Regions from separate parts of the Nomascus leucogenys genome. Here region 1 is linked to region 2. The links are chromatin contacts, called in public Hi-C maps. All regions are on one chromosome and are shown on one strand. Each heading gives the region's core, a stretch centred on a gene start, on an enhancer-like site or on the middle of the called end of the contact. The rest is flanking DNA. Distances are from core to core; before and after follow the strand shown. Region 1 has its middle 210 kb from the start of TRIB1. Region 2 has its middle 160 kb from the start of TRIB1.

Evidence for each region. Hi-C and Micro-C count contacts between places; a contact is called where the count stands out from the background.
Region 1: a contact with region 2 is called in a Hi-C map of a lymphoblastoid cell line, with 6 times the contacts expected there. The contact joins two enhancer-like sites. A contact is called at or near these places in 2 of 4 Hi-C or Micro-C datasets (a lymphoblastoid cell line and an unstated tissue).

The regions. Positions count from the first base shown.
Region 1 is chr16:77,717,401-77,724,505 of Asia_NLE_v1, reverse strand. No RefSeq gene overlaps it. Among named protein-coding and RNA genes, the nearest start is that of TRIB1, 210 kb to the right of the region's middle. Within about 2 kb of position 5,240, the one cell type or tissue checked has an H3K27ac peak away from gene starts, as active enhancers do. A contact at or near this core is called in a lymphoblastoid cell line, where this site is marked.
Region 2 is chr16:77,671,938-77,678,683 of Asia_NLE_v1, reverse strand. No RefSeq gene overlaps it. Among named protein-coding and RNA genes, the nearest start is that of TRIB1, 160 kb to the right of the region's middle. Within about 2 kb of position 2,308, the one cell type or tissue checked has an H3K27ac peak away from gene starts, as active enhancers do. A contact at or near this core is called in a lymphoblastoid cell line, where this site is marked.

The DNA.
Region 1 (7,105 bases), core at 3,991-6,490, 43 kb before region 2:
CGTGGCCCTGCTTTGGGGCAAATGTAAGTAAACAAGATGCAAAAAGACAGAGGCGTCGGGTCAGGATGAATCACAAGGTGACACTGGATGAATGTGGGATCCCCAGTGCAGGCACCAGCCACACCAACCTTGGCAAAAGCCTCCAAAGCTTGAGTGCAGACATCAGAGCAGAAAGCTGGAGCTGGAAAACAGTAGAGTAAACACTACATGAGAGACAGGGGGATGGAGTTCACATGGACATATGAGCTGTTCCCTGGGACTTCCAGAAATAACTAAGATGAGACCCTTGGCAGGGGATCCCAGACAGTAAGATAAGAGACCGACATAAGGTAAACATAAAGCAAATACAAATATGTATTGACAATCAATAAAATAAAAGGTGTAATGGATATTGTGGCCCTGATCCTCCTCAAAGGCTAGGGTCCCCAGGGACTTAAGAATATGAAATATTCTCTTCCTAATGATATTGTAAGCCCCACAGGACAGGGTTCCGCCTAGCCTTCTAGAGTGAGGCAGCACACTAGACATTCAGTGCGAAATGCGGAAAGAGAGAAATACCGTGGTTTTTCCGATCTAAAGACTGTAATGTAAATGAGCTTATATTTACCCCCTTGGCCTGGCCCCACAACTGGAGGCTGCTTTTTTTTTTATTTTTTTTTTACAGGGTTTGCTGGGGCAGAAGCCTGCTTATTCAGTGCTGCACAGTGCAAACACCAGCCAACCACCTCTTCCTCATCACACCACAGCCAAACTGCTCTCAAATGCAACCTCAATGCCTTCTCAGGCTGAGCTCACTCCTCAGTTTCTGGGTGCACAATCAGCCCTGAATACAGGAGATAGAAGAAAGCATCAGTGCATTCTGGAACGTTTCCAACACAGCAATGATGCTACTTTAAACGGCTCAGTGTTGCGGTATTTGTTACACAGCAATAGATAACTAATACATCTTTGGCTTACGGTTTGTGCCACACTGTGGAAAACACCATCCTGAAGGAACAGCAGTAAGGCACTATTCCAGTGGGAAGGGTGGGGTAATGGTGGAAATTAAAGGGACAACCTGGAGAAGAAAACTAGATGAGGAATCAAAAGCCTTGGGTTCTGGTTCCAAGTCTATCAAGACCCACCAGCTATGTGAGCTGAGTGACATCATTTCCTCTTCTGTAAAGAGGAATTAATGATAAATGCCCTTCTTACATCATGCAGTTATTAGCAGACTCAAATTACAGAACCTGAAAGCTCTGTAATATGTGAGGTTGTACACCGAGCGAGGAGTTATAATCATCAGCATTATCGTCGTCTTTATTGTTCGCTGTTACAAGGTAAAACCAATAAAAGTTTAAATGCCCCAGTCAAAGTCCAACCAAGTAAACAGAAACCACTCTAGGTATTTGAAACCAGGGGAAATTAATATAGAGAATGGGTTACCTAGGTGAAGAGCAGGAAAGACAACCAGAAAATAGTGTCTTTCAATTCAGAGATGAATAATAGCAGGAAGCCACTATCACCCCTAAGCTGGTGGAACAACAGGAAGAGGCAGGATCGCAGCAACCCAAGGCTTAGGCTTACCCTGTAAGAAACTGGAACCGTGGCAGGAGCTAGAAGCAAGGAAGAAATGCAACCTCTCTGCCAGAGACACCTCTGAAGGCCGAGGGGAGGAGAAACACCCTGGTCTCTCCTTTCCTGATCCCCTTTGATCTTCTGCCAGTGCCTCCCTCTGGCTGGACCCAGCCAGAAACCAGGTGACACAAGAGTGACAAATGCATCTGGAGCCCACAAGTCCTGGTCCAAAGAAGCCTTCTATTTAGCAAGAAATGCAACAATGTGCTGGAAATGAAAATAACCCAACAAAGACACCCAAGGTCCCAAAGGCAGAGCCCAAAGGAGCGTGGAGTTCATCTGGTCCAAGTCCTGGTTCTATAGGTGAGAGTCCAAAGAGGAAAACCATGCGACTTGCCCAAAACAATGGCACAGCTGCCTCCAGGCAGCCTGGAACCCGGGCATCAGCTTCCCAGTTCATAGCTCTTTTCACAACATTAACTTTACAATCATAAAAAGCAGAGGCTCTTCAACTCACCAAACGGATATGTTCCACTAGTTGATTTCCAGGGCAATTGTTTGGACTTCAAAATTCATTTTTCCATGAAAACAAGGTTTTCTGGGCTGATTGTGGTCCCACACTGGCTATCAAATACCTATCGAGCACACTACATGGAAAAGAAAAGAACCTTAGTGCTCCAATTCAATAAGAAATCAAGGCCGGGCACGGTGACTCACGCCTGTAATCCCAGCACTTTGGGAGGCCGAGGAGGGCGGATCACGAGGTCAGGAGATCGAGACCATCCTGACTAACACGGTGAAACCCTGTCTCTACTAAAAATACAAAAAATTAGCCAGGCGTGGTGGCGGATGCCTGTAGTCCCAGCTACTCGGGAGGCTGAGGCAGGAGAATGGCGTGAACCCGGGAGGCGGAGCTTGCAGTGAGCCAAGATCACACCACTGCACTCCAGCCTGGAAGACAGCGAGACTCGGTCTCAAAAAAAAAAAAAAAAGAAAGAAAGAAATCAAAAGGCTGATTAGCATCTTTCTCCTAGGGCAGACCAGAAGAGAGAATGATCTCCCCCATCTCTCCTCCCTCCACCTTGCTGGCCAAGGTTTCCCCTGCTCTGACATGAAGGGGCAGAGCATCTTGTCATCCAACTGGTGACAGGGTACTTCTCCATCCCCACATCCTTTCCCACAGTGGTTGTTTCAAAAGGGCAGTCTGTGGTTGCAAAGGCAGCAACGAAGGGGCCTGGAGCTCCTGGAGGCCTGGAAGGGTCTCTCATTGTTGTTTTCTCATTGTTACTGTTGCTGGTGTTTGTTTTGCTCTTTACATCTTTGTGCCCTCGGCATCCTTCTAGTGACTGACACAATCCAATCCTGAGATTGTCACTCAGTACCACACCCCGCCCAGAAAGGTCTGAATTACCACCTTCAGGCTGCACTACGGGGAATGGTAATAGTCATTATACGATAATTTTATATTTGGGAAATGAAAACAATCCCTTTTGTTTTCTGCTATAAGTTAAAGAAAGTAAAATTTTTACACATGCAAAAGCAGTCTTCTTGGTTAATGAGGATATTTAGGAAGAACCAAGAGAGCTGAGCGTGTACTGAGGAAACACCTCCACATGGTGCCATCTTCAGTGGCAGAGATGGTCATGAGACAGGCGCTCCCCTCTCTGGGCTGCCGTCGATTTCCCTCTGGTTCTGGCAGAGAATCCCCTAAATGGCTGCAAGGTTGCCCACGCTTGATCTTCTGGTTTTGGACACCCTCCTACAGTTGTTAAGCTCTAATTTCAAGAACCAACTACACTGGAAAGAGAAACTACCCATCTACCCAAAAATGAGAATAAAAGTAAGATTCCTGGGAATGTAAAAGAAATGCAACTTAGTAGCTAATGCAAGAAATGGAAACAAATACGTTTCCTGCCTTGCAGGTCAAAACACAGAGACGTATTTCCTCAAACCTTGACGACTATCTCCCAGGTGAAAAGAACAGGAAATTAAGGTTTTTACAGCTTTGAGAGCATTCACACTCCAGTGCCCTTTGCTGTGAAGCCTCCCTGCCCTGTAGAGGCAGAAGTGTTTGTTCTTATCCCTTGCCTCCTTGCCCCTGACCCATGCTCCCATCCCATTCGATCAGGGACACCATATACAGTCGCACAGTCAGTGCACTGCACAAGTCAGGAGGTGCCATTTCCACCAGCTGTATTGTGACTGGGCTCCCTGGAGTTGTACGGCGCTTCCATCAGGATGTGTTTTGTGGCTTGCCTTGTATCACAACTGACACCTACAAGGCCATGGACTCCTAACTGACCTATAGTCACTGGCAGTATCCCTGGCACCTAGCACAATGCCTGGTACCTAGATAAACCTTAACATAAACTCCTAGGGATTTAAGAAGCAATTAATTTGACAAGAGAATCAGCACCACTCTAAGACAAGAAATAAGTAGTTATTTTAGGCCAGGCACAGTGGCTCACGCCTGTAATCCCAGCACTTTGGAGGCTGAGGTGGGAGGATCACCTGAGGTCGGGAGTTCAAGAGCAGCCTGGGCAACATGGTGAAACCCTGTCTCTACTAAAAATACAAAAATTAGCCAGGTGTGGTGGCACATGCTGTAATCCCAGCTACTCGGGAGGCTGAGGCAGGAGAATCACTTGAACCCAAGAGGCAGAGGTTGCGGTGAGCCAAGATCCACTGCACTCCAGCCTGGGCGACAGAGCAAGACTCTGTCTCAAAAAGAAAAAAAAAAAAGTCATTATTTTAAATAGGAGCAAAATTCTTTTAGAGTATGGATACTTCTTGAATTAACCTTAGATACTTTAAAGAGTAAATATAACATAACGGTTAAGATCTCTGGCCCCGGAGTCAGAAGGATCTGGGTTTCAATCCCAGCTTTACAACTCATTGAGCCATGCTGGGCATGTTCCTAGACCTCCCTAAGCCTTAGTGTCCTCATCTGTGAGGGTAACTGAGATAAAGCCTCAGCATGGTGCCTGGCACACACTCACGCTCAATGCATCTTAGTTGTAATTATGAAGTACATTGTTAGTGTCAGTTAATCCAGGCAATAACACAAAAAGAAAACGTTAGCTATCCATATTTATATCCCACAAAGAGGAATATGCTCAAGATCTATTAAGTGCCCAATTAATGTTTGCTTAGTGAATAAATGAGAGAGAAGATGAGGAGGAGGAAGGAAGGTAGGGGAGGAGGAGAAGGGAAGGAGGAAGAAGAAGAAGAAAGATGAAAGGGAAAGTGAGGAGAAGGGGTACTGAACTAGGAGTCAGGAGGGATACACCTTCAAATATGCCATCACTAACTTTGTGACTTGAAGTAAGTTCCTTTCTTGGTCTCAATTTGCTCCTTTTAAAGATGAAAAGTGACTGGATGATGCCTCAGTTTCCTCCCTCATGATACCCTCTCGGGGCTCCAGCAAAGACCAGAGTTCCCACTGCTGATCATTTTTGCAGTGTTCCCTTAGATGCTGCAGGTGGTGCTGCTGAGTTAGGAAGAAAACCTGTTTTTCTGCAACTTAGTTCTTAGCTGCCAAGTCTGTATTAATAGCAGACCAGAATTAGGGAAATCACTTACTTGTTGCTGAAATGCCTGGGGCGGTAAATGAGTCACTCTACTTCCTCTCTTTCCTACCTGGCCTCTCCCGTTGCCATGAAAGTGCCGCGGGTGTGGAATGGCAGCTAGCCTTGATTCTAGTTCCATTCCTGTTTCCGGCTGGTGACCTTGGGCAAAGATACGTGCCGTCTTAGGACCTCTGTTGTAGTCTGCAAAATGACGATAATAATTCTGGTACCCCAGGAGTGTTGAGAAGATTAATTAAATAATGTGTGTCAATGGACGATCACGGTGCCTGGCACCTAGTAGGTATTCAAGAAGTGTTGGTTTCCTTCCTTCTCTGCCTTTTAGTCACTGTGGATTGTGGTTAGCACTTCAGAAGAAATGAACAGAGCACAGTGACAGACAGATGAGGAGGTGGGCTTCCCAAGGAGGACGCACTGAGGAGGGGACAGGCCCTCTGAGGCTAGAAGGATGTGGAGGAGGAACAGCATCCCAAGCGAAGGGTCAGCAAGTACAAAAGCACCGTCCATCTCCCCCAGCTCCCCTGGCCCCTGCCATTACAAACCCATCTGCAATCCCTGGCTGGCTCTGACCTCTGAGCCCCAGGGTCTACCTCGTTCATACCCCTACAACAGCAGTCATTCGCTCCTATTGTACATTTTGCAAACATGCATGCCCCTTCGAGGACCAGGAATGCATTTTATTCATATCTATCTCCCCAGAACCTGGTGCAACAAAAGCCTTAATGAATAAACGAGCCAATGACTGCATCATACTGGGACCCATTCAGTCTCTCATTAGCTGTCTTTACATAAATGCATCTCGACCTTTTGGCGGCTTCCCATCTTGGCATACTCAGCACCTAGTACATAGTAAGTGCTCAGCAAATGCCTGCTACTGAACTTCAGTTTGATTGTCATGTATGGAGCACCGACTGTGTGGCAGGAACTCTACTCATCACCAGAGACGCAAAGATGTATCAGGGGTAAGCCAGGGTGTGAAGGACTCACCTTTTAGAAAAATAAAAGAACCAGGAGCACATATGCAGCAGTTGACACGTTCATTTCTCAAGTGCTTTATATGCACTCTTCTACTTAATCCTCACAAAAACCTGAGAGGTAGGTACTACGATTAGCGCCACTTCATAGATGGGAAAATTGAGGCTTGGGTGGAGAGACCCACACTGGGTGGCAGAGCCAGGCTAAAAGCCAGGGGTCTGTCACTAAAACCCTCGTCATTTACCACTTTGTCATAAATGTGTGCACACAGAAATAATGTAGACGTGTGCCCGGTGGGGGGGAACTGAGAAATGGAGGTGGCAGTTGGGATCTTCCAGAGGACAGTCCATGTGAATTGACCTTGAAGGACAAAAAGAATGTTTCCCGGAAGATCACGGTGGCAGCACAGAATTGCAGCAGAGAGGGAAAGGAATATTCAGGCAGAGGGATGCGGTCCCGCAGCCTGCAGAGACTGCGGTAATGAGGATGCAACACACAGCCTGGCCACAGGGTCTGCCTGGAGACACAGGCTCTTCCCTGCCTCAGGAAGATCAAGTGCTGGATCTAGAGCAGGCCAGCTCAGGAGAGGATACACAACAACGGGGACATACCTGGAAACGTTTTGCAGAGATAAGTTTAACAAATAGAAACTTGCCCTTTTTCGTAACTGATCTGTGGGACTTCCCTGCCTTTAGTCTTGGCAATCAAAACACATAAAAGCCTAAAGCACTGATTCAACATTCACTAAACTCCTACTCTGTGCCAGGCACTTACAATTAAATACCCACTCTGTGCTGTGACAGTCATACTTTGAGAGGCAGTGGAATTAATTGAGGTATGAATTTCTCTGGGCTTGAATTCAATTATGTTACTCATTAAATACGTCACTTTGCACAAGTTACTTCACACCTCTGTGACTTGGTTTCCTCATCTGTAAAATGAGAATATTGGTAATAGCTATCTCATAGGATTATTGTATTAAATGA
Region 2 (6,746 bases), core at 1,059-3,558:
CTAAGCACTTTATGGGCAATATATTAATTTTAACAATAAGCAATGAGATAAGCATGATTTTTGTCTCCATTTCACAGATGTAGAAACTGAGTCCCAGAGAGGTTAAATAATTTGTCCAGGTCACTCATTTAGTAAGGGTAGAGCCAAGACTTAAACCCCAGCGATCTGACCCCAGAAAGGAGTGAATCCTGCATCGTACATTCATTCATCCATTCCAGAACCACACATTTGTTGTACCTATCATGAGTCAAGCAACATTCTAGATGATGGGGATATAGAGATACATGGGAAGGGGTCCCTGGACTCAGGGAGCAGACACTTTATGAGGGAGACAGTCAAACTAAAGGAAGCCTCAACACCAAGGAACAACAGCCATGTTAAGCTCAGCTGGTGGTGCTGGGGAGCCCTCCACTAAAGCCATTAAACACTGCATAGGGATGCTGGAGGTGGGGGTGGGGGGTGCCTTGAAGATGGTTAAGGCTCTCTAGTTTATAAGTCCTTCCTCCTTCCTGAGCCCTGGCCAGGACCCCCAGCTTTCCCCTAAAGGTGTCCCCCAATCCCCAACTATGATAAGAAATGTCTGCAGGGGGTATGGGTGGTCAGTCCCAGGGAGGGAGATCAAGTCCCCTCTCTCCCACGAGGCTCATGGGACACTCAACAACTTGAAACCTCCCCTGACATGCCCTGAACTGTCTGAATGGAACACTAGTAAACAACTTGGACCACAGCTTCCAGAACTTTCCTACTTTAGCATGCCCCAGAGCCTAAGAACAGGCTTGCAACAATGCTTTAGAGTCCACTCAACCGTGGTTCAGGATCCAGCTTCATCGCACACCACCCCAGCAACCTCGGGCATGCTTTTTAACCTTTCTGCACCTCCGTTTCCTCATCTGAAAAATAGGAATAATAATATTTACTTTCCAGGGTTGTTATGAGGATTTAAATGTGTGTGAAGTCCCTGATGCACTGTAGACATTTAACTGATGGCTGCTCTTTTTCTTAATAGTTATTATCAACTAAAACTAAAAGGAGACCATGTCCCCTTGCTCCTCTACCCTTTCCACCAGGGCACTAAGGCAAAAGAAGGCAAGGAGAGGTGTGGAATGCATGTGTGACTGAGTGTTAGGAGGCCTGAGATCTCATCCGATGCTGAGTCGCTCACATGTGTAAAATTGGATGAGTCACATCCCCACTGTTTCCTCATCTGTAAAAGGAGAGTGTTGGGCTAGACTTGGCAATCTTACATGCAAATGCCTGCTGGGATGGGGCAGAGAAAGAAAATGTCCTACTGTGGGGGCATCTGCCATTGAATTGTTGCTGATGGTTGCCGCATGGGAATGCCAGCTACTGTGCTCAGATATTCTGTGTCCACCAGAAGCTGGACATCTGGATTTCTTTGTAAGAAATCTTTAATTATAAAAAGAGGGTACATATGCCTATAGTCCCAGCTACTCAGGAGGCTAAGACAGGAGAATCATTTGAACCCGGGAGGCGGAGGTTACAGTAAGACAAGATCACACCACTGCACTCCAGCCTGGGCAACAGAGCAAGACTCCATCTCAAAAAAAAAAAAAAAAAAATGAGGGTAACTATTTGCATCTTTTTATCATATCAAACACTGTAAAGTTAAACAGGGCCTCCCAGCCCTGAGAGCCAGCAATTCTACTCCTCAGAGTCTCCGAAACACTGTTCCTCCACCCCTGCTGCCTCTTGTGCCTATTACTGAGAAAACATATCTTTCAGGTCCCCTTTTCAGTTCCTTCCCCTACGCGCGTCACAGAGTTTTAGGGCCACAAAGGTTGCCCCCTTCAGCAGCAGGCCTCCTGGAACCCTGCTGAAATGCTTTCTGGCAAGTTCTCCTTGCATTTCCAGGAGACTCTGCACCTCTCAGTTCCCAGTTCTAGCTGACGAAGATTGATTTTCTACACTGACCTCACTCCCCACTGTGCCCAACCAAAAGGGTTGATGAAATAATCATTTCAGCCACTCTGTGGGAGAGCAGGTGTGAAAACCAAAGCCGAGCTGACAGCCAGAGTTGCTGAAGTGCCATTCACATGCAGGGTACTGTTCAAAGCATGCTGTAGATATTTATCTACTTAGTCTCTGAGGCAATCCTCTAAGGTAGGTACTGTCGCCATCATCGTTTTGCAGATGAGAACACTGAGGTTCCAAGAGGCCAAGTAACCTGCTGAGGGTCACCCAGCTAGGAAGTGGCCCTGCTGAGTTCCAATGGGCTGGCTCCAGGGTCCCCATGTTTATAAGCTGCATTCCCTCAGGGCCTCCCCAGCTTTGCTCTCCAGTCTCGTATTTCACTTGCCCCAGGGAATTGTTTGTGCCTCTGTGCCTTTGCAAATGCTGATCCCTCCGCTGGGATGCTCTTCCCTCCATTCTCTGATTGCTGGACACCACAGCTGGCCCTTCCAAGCTCTCCTCAGTGAAGTCATCTGGACAATGGACTATTCCCTTCCCAGGCCTGTGTCTGTGCTGCGTATGTTTCATCACCGCATGATTCACACAACAAGCATTCCTCACTGTAAGTCCGTCTCCCTCGTGGGATCAAGGGCTCCTTGAGGGCAGGGTTAGGGTGCGCCAATTCAGCCCTGACTGCAAAGCAGGCTCAATGTGTGTTGTTCGAGATGATCTATGCTGAGCCCCTCCCCTTGCCTCCCATACTCTTTGGCTAGTCTGACCCCACAGGAACCATGGTACTGTGACTGGAGGACACTGCAGTTGGATCAGCTGATGGTGTTACCTTGCATTGGTTTGCCAGGGCTGTCAGAACCAAGTACCACAGACTGAGTATCTTAAAAGAATACAGATTTATTTTCTCACAATTTTAGGGGCCAGAAGTCCAAGGTTAAAGTGTCAGCAGGTTTGGTGTCTTCTAAGGCCATTCTCCTGGGCTTGAAAATGCCCGTCTCTTCCATGCGTCTTCACGTGTCCTTCCTCTGTGGGTGTCTGTGACCTATTATCCTCTTCTTGTAAGTTCACCAGTCATATTGGATTAGGGCCCACTCCAGTTATTCATTAAACCTTCATTACCTCTTAAAGACCCTTCCCAAGTACAGTCACATTTGAAGATACTGAAGGTTCAGACTTCAACATATGAATTTTGAATATATAAATTCAGCCCATAAGATATCCCAATTTCCCTCCCCTCTTCTGCTCCCCAAGATAATACCTATGCAGCTAGAATTATTAAAGAACATGCTGGGAGAGTCCTTCATGAGCATCCAGCCCAATCTTTGCATTTCACAAATGGAGAAACTGAGGCCCATAGAGGGGAAGTGAGTTGCTGCTGAAATCACTCAGCACATTGAGTCAAAGTCCCTGCCTGCTAATCCCGGGGTCTTCTTGTGAACCCTTCATCCATTTGCAGATCTTATCCTGGATATTCTTTGCCATCTCCCACCGCACTCTCCAAGGCAGAGTAGAAAGGAGGCTGGTGCAAGTCAGAGGAGCAGACTTCCTGCCAGGAAGCCTCGTCCCTTGCCCTGCCTGATGAAGGCCAGGCCCATACTCATGGCCTACCTGAAGCTTGGGCCTCTAGAGCCATTCAGTGGCCCCTGTGGCCAGATGTCCCGGACACCTGCAGGGTTTCTGAAAGCTGCTGTCCTCAGCCCAGCTCAGCCACAGAGCTCCCAGATGGGGAAGTTGATTTGCCAGTATCCCAAGTGAATTAACACAGAAACAGAAAACCAAATACTGCATGTTATCACTTACAAGGGGGAGCTAAAGCCTGAGCACACCCAGACGTAAAGATGGGAACAAAGACACTGGGTATGCCTAAAGGAGGAAAGGAGGGAGGCAAGGGCTGAAAAGCCTCCTGCTGGGTACTATGTTTACTATCTGGGTGAAAAGATCAATAGAGGCCAAAACCTCATCATCACACCATACACCCATGTCACAAACCTGCACATGGACCTACCAGATCTAAAATTTAGATTAAAAAAAAAAAAGAAACACCAAGCAATTGATTTCTCCATCTACTCCATAGCATTGATTTAAAAAGAAACCTGTCACCATCTCTCCTGCTCCGCTTGGGTCAACACATCCTGTCTCTAGCACTTTCTAGCAGTGTAACCTTGGACAAGTTACTTAACCTCTCTGTGCCTCAGTTTTATAATCTGTAAAATGGGAACAATAACAGTACCTTCCTTATAGGATTGTTATATATACTAAATTAGTTCATATGGGTACAGCATGTAGAATAGTGCCTAGAATATACTAAGCTCTATGTAAATGTTTGTTAAATAAATACATACATGACCCCCACCCTACCCAATACACCCAATATATCCACAATAAGCTTTCCTAAGAACCCATGATGTACAAAGCACAGTTCCTGGCAGAGAAGGGCTTATGGATGCAGATGTATCTGATACAGGCCTTGACAGGCAGGGAGAAATTCCCTAGCAGGGTGGAAGGCCAAGGGGGAAGGGAAGCCATCCAGGCAAAGGGACGAGCATGGCCTGAGTCACAGTGGCTTGAGAACACAGAATGTGTTCAGGGCAGGACAGATGCTGGTGGAATTAGAGCTCTGAACCAGAGGAGAGGTTTAGGAGCTGAAGCTGAAAAGATGAGAGAGATCAAATCTGGGAGAAACTGGATGCTGGAGTGAGGGACCTCGGACATGTGGTCCACTTGTCAATCCAGGAACGCACCAGGCCACCATGCATATGCCCGTCTCTGGGCCTTGCTCAGCCTGGCCCTGCCCCTACCCCTTCTGCCATGTAACAGACACTGAGTTTGAACTGTGCCCCAGCTCAGCACTGTGTCCAGAATCTAAAACTGAATAGGGTGTGTGTAGTCTCTGCCCTAAAAAGCAGCACAAAGTCAAAAAGGAGAAAGAGGTGGCTACGTAGACACTTCCAGGATGGTGGAAAAGAGGAACAGGACCCTAGACAAGGAGCGGCTCCAGCTGAACTTGAGATGAGCTGGGGAAGGGTAAAGAAAGGATGCTCCAGTCTATGAAAAGGCACCAGAGTGTGACACTGCAGGGCCCTTCAGAGAACTGCCATGGCCTGGCATGGCTGGAGCAAGGGTCACACAGGAGGGGCCGAGGGCACGGGACAGAGCAGCAGGGAGGAGGTGATCAGAGGCAGCAGCCAGACCAAGGGATCACATCATCACCCAGGAGTCTGTGGGCTCCAGAGGGACTTTTGGAGGGAAAGAGCCCAAATAGACTTACATTTTAGCTCAGTGGCAGAGCCTGAGACCAGAAAATTTGTAGAGGTGGCTTATCTGAGAGGTGACTCCAGTAAGCAGCAGTGACAGTGAAAAGAATGAGACAGGGGTGGGAGAAAAATTGGAAAGGGTGTGTGGTTGAGCTGGTTACCTCCACGGGCAGCCAGAGCCCAGTCCTGCTGGGACCCTCTGAGAAATCATGAACGAACCTCGTATGGTCACCAACTTTCATCTCTCGTTGATTGAGAGCTGCCCGTAGAAGGCATCAACTCTCCCCTAGGACCCAATAGGAAATCTTTACAGCCCCTGCCTCTCTCCCAACTCCCTTCTTTTGGAGTCCTCATTTCTATTCTAGGCTGTGCCTGGGCAGGGGCCGACTGGCCTTCTGTGGCTTTGAACAAGCCCTACATGTTTGAACAGAACTGCCCTCACAGCTGTGCTCAACTCAGTGGTCCAAAGGGGCACACGGAGCACAGAAACATCTGCAACAATCCCCGTGGGTACGAGACACATCAGTTAGAATTATGTGTAGCTAAAAATAACAAAGAAACAAAAAATAACAGTGGCTTAAACAAATTAGACCTTTATTTCACTCTTTCATTGAAGAAGTCCAGAGATAGTGACTTATGGTTGATATATTTCTTACAGTTCATCCTTTCGGTTGTGGAAGGTGATTACCCACATAGTCCAAGGAAGTTGCTAGAGCTTGGGCCATCATCCATGTTCCAGGCAGCAGATAGAGCCAGGAGAAAGAAGAGTGCACCCTGCACCCTTTCCATTTTAAGGAGACTTCCCAGCACTTGTACAGGTCATTTCTGCTTATATCTTCTTTGTGTTTTTTTTTTTTTTTTTTTTTGAGACGGAGTCTTACTCTGTCATCCAGGCTGGATTCCAGTGGTGCAATCTCGGCTCACTGGAACCTCCACCTCCCGGGTTCAAGAGATTCTCCTACCTCAATCTCCCAAGTAGCTTGGATTATAGGCACGTGCCACAACACCACAGCTAATTTTTGTATTTTTAGTAGCGAAGGGGTTTCACCATGTTGGCCAGGCTGGTCTCAAACTCCTGACTTCAAGTGATACGCCCACCTCAGCCTCTCAAAGTGCCGGGGGCATGAGGGACCGCACCCAGCCTATATCTTCTTATAGAACTTAGTCATTTGGCCAATTCTAGCCACAAGGAAGTCTGGCAAATATTGTCTTTTAGATCACTGATCACATACCTAACTGAAAATTGGGTATGACTAAGGAATGGAGAGAGAATGATGGGCCTTAAGAGGCAACCAGCAGCCCCTGCCATAGGATGTGAGATGGGAATCGGGAGGTGAATCAGGAAGCAATTGTGGTGATCTAGAGTGGCAGAGATGAGAAGAACTTAAGCAAAGGCACCAGGAGTGAGGATAGGAGGGAGGGATGCATCTGTCCATTTCTGGGTGTGGATTGGATAGGACTTGGTGATGGATAGGGACAGTAAAGGAGGAACAGGAGCAGGAATGAGTCCCAGCCATGGACTCAGGTGACAAGGAGAATGGCCATTCACGCAGACAGAGAACACGGGAG